Linked DNA regions of Mus musculus: regions 1 and 2 are each linked to region 3. The links are chromatin contacts, called in public HiChIP or PLAC-seq and promoter capture Hi-C maps. All regions are on one chromosome and are shown on one strand. Each heading gives the region's core, a stretch centred on a gene start, on an enhancer-like site or on the middle of the called end of the contact. The rest is flanking DNA. Distances are from core to core; before and after follow the strand shown.

Evidence for each region. Promoter capture Hi-C pulls out the DNA fragments that hold promoters and counts their contacts. HiChIP or PLAC-seq counts read pairs in DNA pulled down with a chosen protein or histone mark.
Region 1: a contact with region 3 is called in a promoter capture Hi-C map of liver. The contact joins the enhancer-like site here to the promoter of Cdk13 in region 3. A contact is called at or near these places in 11 of 39 promoter capture datasets (3T3-L1-derived adipocytes, the C10 cell line, the HPC-7 cell line and 8 more), 15 of 484 Hi-C or Micro-C datasets (the C2C12 cell line, CD8 T cells, the G1E-ER4 cell line and 10 more), 12 of 115 datasets of contacts at active chromatin or transcription factors (the 230-238 cell line, the SCID.adh cell line, bone marrow-derived macrophages and 6 more) and 3 of 9 other capture datasets (adipose tissue, liver and pancreatic islet).
Region 2: a contact with region 3 is called in an H3K4me3 HiChIP or PLAC-seq map of bone marrow-derived macrophages, with 2.6 times the contacts expected there. The contact joins the enhancer-like site here to the promoter of Cdk13 in region 3. A contact is called at or near these places in 20 of 39 promoter capture datasets (the 3T3-L1 cell line, 3T3-L1-derived adipocytes, the C10 cell line and 13 more), 4 of 15 datasets of contacts at CTCF or cohesin (CD8 T cells, the G1E-ER4 cell line, large pre-B cells and 1 more), 84 of 484 Hi-C or Micro-C datasets (the 3T3-L1 cell line, the 63-12 cell line, the AML12 cell line and 57 more), 41 of 115 datasets of contacts at active chromatin or transcription factors (the 230-238 cell line, DN3 thymocytes, the HPC-7 cell line and 29 more) and 3 of 9 other capture datasets (adipose tissue, liver and pancreatic islet).

What each region holds. Positions count from the first base shown.
Region 1 is chr13:17,715,721-17,718,840 of GRCm38.p6, forward strand. Cdk13 (cyclin-dependent kinase 13) reads right to left here. Exons shown (of 14, transcript NM_027118.1): 14 at 242-3,120. The coding sequence ends at 2,341. Among named protein-coding and RNA genes, the nearest start is that of Mplkip, 22 kb to the left of the region's middle. Within about 2 kb of position 1,536, at least 3 of the 459 cell types and tissues checked have an H3K27ac peak or open chromatin away from gene starts, as enhancers often do. A contact at or near this core is called in liver, where this site is marked.
Region 2 is chr13:17,734,164-17,737,487 of GRCm38.p6, forward strand. The region is part of intron 9 of Cdk13 (cyclin-dependent kinase 13); the gene reads right to left. Among named protein-coding and RNA genes, the nearest start is that of Mir466i, 12 kb to the right of the region's middle. Within about 2 kb of position 2,043, at least 1 of the 459 cell types and tissues checked has an H3K27ac peak or open chromatin away from gene starts, as enhancers often do. A contact at or near this core is called in bone marrow-derived macrophages, where this site is marked.
Region 3 is chr13:17,803,363-17,806,720 of GRCm38.p6, forward strand. Cdk13 (cyclin-dependent kinase 13) reads right to left here and starts at 1,735. Exons shown (of 14, transcript NM_027118.1): 1 at 76-1,735. The coding sequence starts at 1,289.

The sequences.
Region 1 (3,120 bases), core at 286-2,785, 88 kb before region 3:
AACACCACCCTGAGTCTGGACTGTCCTGCAGTCACTGGCCTTTCTTCACTATGGTTTAATTGGCATCCCCTTTTCTTAAACACAGGATATAGTTACACAGTCTTACAAAACACACATTATTAGAAGAAATAGTTCCAATTTTCTATTTCAAAGCCAATAATTTCCCTGACTTCCCAGCCACTCTCCCAACATGGATATATATATCTGAAATGTTTAATTAGAAAAACTATCCAAACACAAGTCAATTTTATATAAAATATTTAATTTTTAAAACACAGACTATTCATGTCACATAAATAGTTTCAATTTTAGGTTAGCTGCTTATGGCCAGCAGATGTACCAAATGTGACAAATAATAATTTAGATACTGTCACTTATAGGAAAGTCTAAAGCTCTAAGACTCACCATATTAAAATTTCAGAGACTTGAATACTCTAATTTCTAAATTTCAAAACATTTTTTCACTTCCTCTACTGTTTTATTAAGTTGTTAGTACTCTGTATTCAAATAAAAGCAAAATATTTTTTCTTCCATTAATTTTTTTCTTTCACCAACAAAATACGATCAAAAAATAAAATGGTCAACTGAAAACTCATTTTTAATAGGCATAAACTGGAAAATTATCTTTAAAATATTCTGTCACCAAACAATAATGTTTCCTGAATGTTTGTAAATGCAGGGTCACAAATCATATAAAGGGCATGAAGCTAAGCTGCTTTTCATAACAGTTCTTCCTTACTTAGTATCCAATGGGAAAGGTACTACAACAATTGAAATTGTCAGTCGGCACGCGAGGGCGGTTCCCCAGAGTCTCTTATCTACGAATGATGAAGGTGATGCTGGCTATTTACCTTTGGTTCCTTTTCAGAAATAGAATTTTGGTTTTTTGTGTGTGTGTGTGTGTGTGTGTGAACGTAAACATAGTGCGACTTGACAACATCAGAGTTATTCTTTCTTGGTTGATTCTAATAGAATAGCACTGCTCTAATCTGGCAGAAATTATAGTAAATTTCACAGAATTGAAAGGAAGAGGGAAGGTTTTCTCTTTGAGTTTTCTGTTTGCTTTACTAAATTAGATCTAGGACATGTTTCTACTTAAGTTGACATTTTCTTAAAATTATATAACTTAAAATAAGGTGTTTGCCACCCTCCTTCTGTGGACTTCAATACATTTGTTATGTACCATATGTATTTATTTATGAATTGTTATACATACTTGCTTCAAAACTCCTGCCCTCCAAATAGAAACTGGGTCAGTATGACAGCCAGAAAGAAAGGAGCACTCTAAAATTCTCATTCAGCTACTACTTTCAACCACTTAATTGATAAAAAAAAGTTTTAGTACTTCCCAGAAGTAACATAAGGTTCTGAGTTCTCCCTTTCTTTTCCTCTTACACCCCTACCAAGAGAAGGTAACAGTGGAAGTCAACACAGCCAAAAGACAGGCAGAAAGGGACAGTGTGACAGGCAGGCAGAGGGAATGGAGCTAACAGAACTGACCAAGCAACTCCTGAGAGCGGAGAAGCTCCCTGCCCCGTCAGCACAGTACAGACTCCCTTAGAAAGACAGTGGTGTGAAGGCTCATTTCATCCGCAGACCTTAAGCTTACCTGTTAAGGCACTTACTCAACCCCTCCCCACCCTACCCATAGTTTTCATATAAAAACCACTATTTCATTTGAATGAATTTTCCTGTATTATGGTAACCTGAAAAAAACAAAACAAAAATAATGTTGACCATTTTTTATATAAAACTGTTGCATCAAGAGAAAGGTTGTGTTTTATTTTTCTGAAATGAGCACAAAGTACACCTTTCACAATAACACTGAAAGCAGGTGCAAAGACTGACAGTGACCTTCGACTAAAGGTAGCTTTGTAAAAAGAAAATACCAAATAAATCAGTGCCCTTTCTGATTGTTGTAAAACTGGAAGGGGGATGGGGGGCATGGGGGGAAGGGGAGCTTGTTTACATAAAAGTTGGTCCAAACTTACAAAAAAAAGCACAAGTGTGCATAGTTCAGAAGATCTGCCACAGGGCCATAAAAACATTATGTCCCTAATGTTAGCATCCACTTAAAACTGCAAGAATACAAAATAAAATTGTTAACTAAAATCTGTGACGATGTACAATCAATAGAGCTAGTTTTAAGAACAGCATGAATTTAAGCAAAGATTTTTTTTGTTGTTTTGTTTTTTTCACTATTGTATGCAAGACCCTTTCCACATAAAAATAAAGCTGTTGTTGAATTAATATTATTCAAGTCTCTTGGATTGCTGCCTGAAATTGCAGCTAGAAAAGTCTTTCCAGATAAAAATGATGTGCCTGAGGAAAAACAGATACTCAGTATGGTAACCCTCTGCCTCGACCTCTGCCAGCTGATGTGCTAATGTGTCCCCTGTATCCTTGTGAATATCCAGGTCCTTGGGCAGGAGAAGTCCAGGTCTGTCCATGCATGAGGCTAGGGCCACCTGGATTTTCCTGTAAGTTACCACCATAGTTATAGTTGTGCATCTTTGCTGGCAAGGGATGAGTACTCTCTGGCCCTGTGGAAGGGTCATTGCTGTTTGTGAGGACTGTGATAGGACCATGGCTATATTCAAATCTATGGTCCTTGTCTCCACTAAACAACATGGGACCAGCATTGAGGTAAATGTCTCCATATCCAGCTACTGAACTGGCAAACGACTCAGTAAAGGCAGAAGTTTGAGGTGGACCACCAGTGTGAGATGAAGCAGTACTGTAGTTATCCAGAGACTGAATATCTGAGTTTCCAATGAAACTACGTGCTTCCAATGGTGCAGCAGCGGAGCTACTTCCTAGACCATCACTGCTAACGTAAGGAGCGGCAGAGAAAGAAGATCCAAAGTTGTCCTTATAGTCTGAACTGGGCACATATGTGTCTCCTGTGGGATAATCGATACCACCTTCTCTTTTGGGATCATCCTGGGGCTGATGCTGAGCAAGCAGCTGTAAGAGGGCTGCCTTCACTCCAGCATGTGGGTCAGTTAATGAAGAACTAGTGGTAGGAACATGCTGGTTTTCTGTCCGATAATCTAGGTCCTCCTCAGTAACTGGTGGTGGTTCAGGAGGTTCAGGAGGCCGTTGATCAGGAGGCAGAAT
Region 2 (3,324 bases), core at 793-3,292, 69 kb before region 3:
TGTTACAAATTTAATTTATTTATAACATTTTTCTGTTAGTTCTTTGAAAAGTCCCTACATGCTGTATTTTACCAAGATAGAATTCTTTTTTTCTTTTCTTTTTGATTTTTCAAGACAGGGTTTCTCTGTGTAGCCTTGGCTGTTCTGGAACTCACTCTGCAGATCTGGCTGGTCTCGAACTCAGAACTCCACCTGCCTCAGCCTCCCGAGTGCTGGGATTAATAGCGTGTGCCACCATTGCCCGGCTCCAAGACAGAATTCTTGATGAAAACTTGAATAGTTTGCTAATGTTCCCCTTAGAAATCTCAATATAGAAAAATTTCAAACTGTGTTTGTGAAATATTACTATTTGTACATATGTACATACATATGTACAAATATATATATGTATGTATATGTATGTATGTGTGTATATATATATATATATATATATAAAAAGTTTCAGAAGAAGTCCTATTTCTTACATGTACAAAATGCTTAATTCAAAGCTCAATTTTTCCAATTATCACTTGAAAGACCCTAGATAAATTTTTTAAACTGAAGAAGACATTGAGTAGTAAGAATTTAACTTAAATAATTCAGGTGAAACTGCTACAGTAATGTGTACCTTGAAGCCTAACTACGTCAACTAGGACTTGTAGGCAACAAAATCAGGTCCAACAATCAAACAGAGAACAGGCTTAGAAGGAATCACAGTAAAGAAAATATACACATACATCATTTGGGCATCTTTATTTTGTCCATTTCAAAGGTAAATATTAAAAGCATTTTCAATGTACTTAGGATAATCCTTTTTTTTTTTATTTCCTTTCACTTATAACATTACTTGCTCACCCCTAGTTCGTGAACAATGTTTCTGAAAACCAACAGATTCTATGTCTATGTGAGTCAACTTAAAAAAAAAAAAAAATCGACATTCATTCTCTTTTTGATACTCACATTCCTTAACTAAGATAAATATGTAACCTCACTAGAAAATTACAGGTTACTAACATTCTTTTAGCTTGCCATGTGTTCAAGATACTATTTACAGAGGAACGCAACAGAAGTATGCAACAAAAGATTGGGAAGCAGTTACATAACAGTTTAAGGACCCATCTTCCCTGCCCTCTGAGCCCTCTGAGGCAAAGCTGCCTGGAGCAGTCTGCTATTCCAGGGGGACCTCCCTTCTTCCACCACCTCTCCTCCACCCATCAGACTCCTGAACCATACATATAGGAGCATGTTGTCCTCTGAGAGGCTCCACCAAGCAGCTGACTCAGACAGATACAGACATCCACAGCCAAACAATGGGTAGAGTTTGGGAACTCTCAGAGCCTGAACCACCAACCAAAGAACACACACCAGCTAAACCTAGACCTCCCCACACATATGTAACATGCAGCTTGGTCTTCACATGGGTCCTGAGCAATTGGAACGGGGGGGGGGGGGGCTATCCCAAAAGCTGGGATGTGTTGTTCTAGCTAGGCTGCCTTGTCTGGCTCAGAGGGAGAGGATATACTTAGCCTCACAGAGACTTGAAGTACCAGGATACGGGGGATACCCAGAGGGGACCCCACACACACATACCAGCTCAGAGGAAAAGGGAGGGAGGGGATGGGGAGGAATGCCCAGGAGGGGAGCAGTGAGCAGGATGTAAAGTAAGTAAGTAAAAAATAAAATTAAATTTAAAGAAAGAAAGAAAACAAAACATAGAGCAGTGACCCCAGATTCAGGATAGTGATTAATCTGAGCAGGGATGGGAAGATTGAAGTTAGGAACCTTTTTCTTAAGGTACTGAGTCATGGCTGTTGAAAGACTAGACTGTTACATTTGTGAATTGCTTATATTATACTATTTATTCAACATTTAAGAAAATAGGTTTCCATTTCAACATTTATAGCTTGAAACATTATTTTTAAAACTGTAAACATTTTTTAAGCTAATCGTTTTCCTCATTTATCAACAACAAGCATAAAACTGCTTTGCTCTTGTTCCATGGAGGGACTGGATGCTGATTTCATCAGTGTGGTCAAAGCCTGGCCCAGAAAGCAGGAAGCTAACCTTGTATATGTAAGAGACAGAGAGGAGCCTCTTTTTTCCTGTGAAGATAATGCAAGAGGGAAGCAGGGAACAGGAGGAGGAGTGGGTCTTTGAGGCTGACCCACATTCTGAAATGCTGACCTCTTTGAGGGCACTGAAGACTTTGTCTGCCTTAGTAGTGAAATCTTCAGTTTGGCTAAGTTTACTTTTTGTTCATTACCCTAATCCATTATCCACTTATATGAAATTCCCTGTTATGCAAATTGAGTATTATAGTTATTTTCTCTTTGTTAATTCATAAATTAATGATAAGAACAACTATAAAATACAAACACTGGGGAGTTGGATACACACAAGGATGAGAAAGAACAGGAAGGAGGGGTGTTCCTTTGCATTCTTTCTCTGCCAGCATGTCAGAGTAAGGCACCAGTGAATCTCAGGCATATGCTACTATCACTTTTCTGATATTTAATGAATGTTTGTTGATTATTTAATTTACTGACTTTCTTCAATTTTGAAAAAAATTAGTTTAAGAAACATTGCAACTACTGATTTTAGAAATACTTGCAAGCATTTACATACTAACATACAGGGCCTGGTTCTTCTGAGTACTTTGATAGTAGTTTAGGACTTTCTAGTGTGTTACAGGATTACTTTTATGAATTAAATAATCTTGTAGTTTTTCCTTTATATCTGAGGTAATTTTTTCTATCAAAGTCTTCATTTCACTGCATTTCTTTTCTCACTGTTAAGTTATAAGATTAATTTACATAGTGCAGTGGGTAACTCCTTCAGACATGACATTTTGGCGTTATACATGAAGCTCTCCATTTTTGTACTGTGGTCATTTATTCCCTGGGCTTTCTTTTGCTGCTCCGTTTGTCACCTGAATGATCCCTATGCTGGTTTCATTTTCTTACTTACACTATAGACAGGATCTGTTCTGAGAACTGCACTGTTTGGCGGATCATTTAATGTGACCTCTTAGTACAATCAAAAGAGGGAGTTAAATATGAGATCTGTAATGCACAAGACTGAACTGAAGCAAAGACTGAGCTATGACACTTTAATATTTGATCTACTGCTTCCAATTTGTATATGCTTGTCAGCCATGTGCACTTGTTATGGTAGGCATGTGCAGAGGACAGTGTGATGAATTAGTCCTCTTGCTCAAACCTCACTTCATTAGGCTTCACAGCAACTCTTTACCCACTGAACCATTCCTCCTGCCTTCTCTACTACTCTTTTTAAAATGCAAACTTCATCTTCGTTTTTGTATTCTAATTTTATCCTATTTAATTT
Region 3 (3,358 bases), core at 485-2,984:
GGAAGCGGACCGAGTAAACCAGAGGCGCCTCGCCCCACCTTCCCCGCCTCCTAGGGTTGGGGGGACAGGACTCACCTGAGTACTGGGCTGTAGGGGCTGCGCGAGCGCCGCCAGCTGCTGCTGCTGTACGGGCTGGGGGATACGTCGCCGCCCCGCTCGTAGGAGCTGTGGCGGCTGTAGCTGGGCGAGCGGCGCCGGCTATAGGGGCTCGGGGAGCGCGGCAGCCGCCGGGAATAAGGACTGCTGCCACCTCCCGCCGGACTGGGGGACTTGCGGCTCCGAAGGCTCTGCGAGGCCCTGTGGGACACCGGGCTTTCGTCCCGGCCTCCCAGCGGGCTCAGGGACCGCTGCCGCCGCCTGTAGGCCTTCGGCTCGCTCTTGTCCTCCCGGTAGGCCTTGGGCGGCTCCTTGTAGGCCGAGGGCGGTTCCTTGGACGACTTAGTCCGGCTGCGGTGGGCCTTGAGGTCCCGGTCCTTGCGGCTGCTACTGCTGCTGGACGTAGCCGACGCGCTCTTGCGGCGGCCGCCGCTGCTGCTGCTGCTGCCGCTCTTGGCGGCCTCCGCCCGCTCCTCGCCGCTGTGTCCGTGGCGGCTGCGGGCCTTTGAGGCCTCGCTGCCGCTGCGCGTCCCGTCCCGCCGCCGGTGCTCGCGGTGGCGCTCCTTGCTGCGGCCGCTGCTGCTGCGGCGGTCCCGGCGCGGCCTGCGCTCCGACCCCTCCGCGCGCCTCTGCGTGCCGGAGGAGGAGGCCGGACTCCCGCCGTTGCCCCCCGTTCCCCCGGCAGCCGTCGCCGCCGTTGCCGCGCTGGCGCCCCCCAGCAGCAGCCCCTGCTCGGACTGGGAGCTCACATCCTCGTACTCCACCAGCGGGGTCACACCCCCGCCGCTACTGGCACCGCCACCGCCGTCCTGCTGCGGCTGGGGCAGCGAGAAGACCCGGCGCTTCTCCGCCTCCTGCCCGGCGCGGGGCCCGCGGCGCCGCTTCTGCCGCCCTCCGGGGCGCCTCTTGCCTCTCGCCAGCCGCTTGACCTCCAGAGGAGGGCCCGGGCTGAAGCAAGAGGAGGAGGCCGCGGCGGCGGCGGCTGCGGCGGCGGCCGCGCCGGGGGCAGCCAGGAAGAGCAGAGGCGGCGGGGGCGGCGGCGGTTGCAGGAGCTGCGGCTGCAGGAGCGGCAACAGCAGCGGCGGCTGCTGAGGGGACAGGAATCGCCTCCGCTTGCGGCGCTCCTCCAACTTCTTCTCGGCCCAGCTCAGGCCCCCGCCTCCCCCCAGCGCCGTGTCCGAGCTACTCGGCATCGCCTAGAGCCCGCCGCAGAGTGCGGCGCGGGTGCGGCCTCCTCCGGGGTCAGACCCTGGCCATGTCCCCCGCCGGGAAGGGGGACGGCAGCCGCGGCGGAGGGGTAGCGAGCAGCAGGGCCGGCCGGGAGTCGCGCCACGATAATCCGGGTCGGGACGCGCGTCCCCGGTTCCAGTCGCGGTGTGTGCGCAGCGGCGTCAGGGCCTGGCGCGGGAGGATCCTATCCTCGGCGGAAAGCCGGCCGTGCCGGGCGGCGGCGGTGGCGGCGGCGGCGGCGGCCTCGGGCTCCGGCGGCGCAACGCGGAAGTGCCACCGCGGGCCGCGCTTCACTCCATCGTCCTGACGTCGGGGGCGAGCTCGCGGGAGGGCAGTGGGCGCGACCACAGCACGCCTCCGTCGCCGGCCGGCCGCGGCGCGTCCACGTCGTCCTGTGGCGGCGGCGGCGACACCCCGCGGCGCTCGGACGGGCCTGGGCCTGGCGCCCCGAGGGCACTGCGCGCAGCTTCCGGAGCGGGGGCGCGGCTCGCTGTCCTCCGCCCCTCCACGCGGGCTCCGCGCGCGCCGCTCGCCCCTCCCTGCCCTCCGCGTTCTCCCTGCGGGACGGCGACGCGACTGGCTGGCCGAGCCCTCGCCGCGCACCACCCACTCGCCGCGTTCCTCAAGACTTTTGCCCCTAAACCCAACGCTAGGTCGGCGGCGCGCACGCTCGTCACGTTCGGGGACGCCGATGGAGAGAGCGAGCGCGGGCGAGGGGAGGTGCTGCGTGCTCGCGCCCGCCGGGACCCTGGCCGTCACCGGAAGTGACGCGAGGAGCCACTCCACTTCCGGCAGGGGTGGGACGGAGGAGCAGGGTTAAAGAAAGGAGAGGAGGCGTGGGCTGCGCTGTGCTGTCGCTGGAGGCCTTCCCTCCGGCGCCACTCATGGCGCTTGTTGCTCGCCTCCAGTGAAAAGGTCACGGCAGGACCCGGGAGAACCTTGACGACTACCTTTTCCCCAGCCACGGGATCGGAACATCTGTGAGAGCAGACTCCCCACAGAGGGCGAATGTGACGTTAGCTTGACTAGACTCACGTACGCCCAAGTTCAAGGACCCATCGTAACCTAAAAATATACTTGGTGTTCATAGCTTCGAGCTTCCGCGACACTGACGTTTCGGAACCTTTAAAAAGCCTTACACAGGGCTGGAGAGGTGGCTCAGAGGTTAAGAACACTCACTGCTCTTCCAGAGGTCCTGAGTTCAATTCCCAGCAACAGTATGGTGGCTCACAACCAGCTGTAATGGGGATCCCTCTTCTGATGTGTCACATACATGAAATAAGTAAATCTCTTTATAAAGCAAAAGCATTAAGTAAATCTGAAAGATGAGTCAAAATATCAAGGAGGACTACTAAAAATCCCAGGAACCTTAAAAACATTTTGTAGTAGTGGAAGCTGCCCTCTTTGTACTTTCACCTGTAATTATATCTAACTAAAGCTATGAGCTGTCAGCTACATAATGCCCTCATCTCTTGCCTTAAGATTGCCCTTCAGTTAGAGGCTAGGTATTCGGGGTAATTAGATTAAAATCTAAAAGGCTTATTGGTCATTAATACTGGAAAGAAGATAAACATTGCTCAGTGGGTACATGTAATTACCCCTTAACAAATTTATTCAGATCATCAGCTGGCTTTTAGTTCTTAAATACTTAGTAATCAAGTTGACCTCAGCATCATCTCACAAACTGATGGAAGCTCAGACTTTGAAGTTTACAAAAGATACTTGCTAGAAGATAGGTTTGAATAGCTACTTCTGACAAAGACAGGCCTGAGTGGAACACCCAGTGGAACCTTCTACACAGAAGGGGGCAAAGCAAAGATACTGGGAAACGAAATTTCAGAAGTATGTTACCTAAAGCAAATTTCTTCTTGACATCATTGTTAACTCGGAGTACTAAGGAGGAGAGCTTTTCAGAAAAATATCAACCTGTCCCATTATGCTGCTTTTCAAAGCCTGATGCAATGGCATATGTCTATTCCCAATACAATGGAGGTTAAAACAGGTCAAGGACGATGGTGAGTTCTGGCCTATC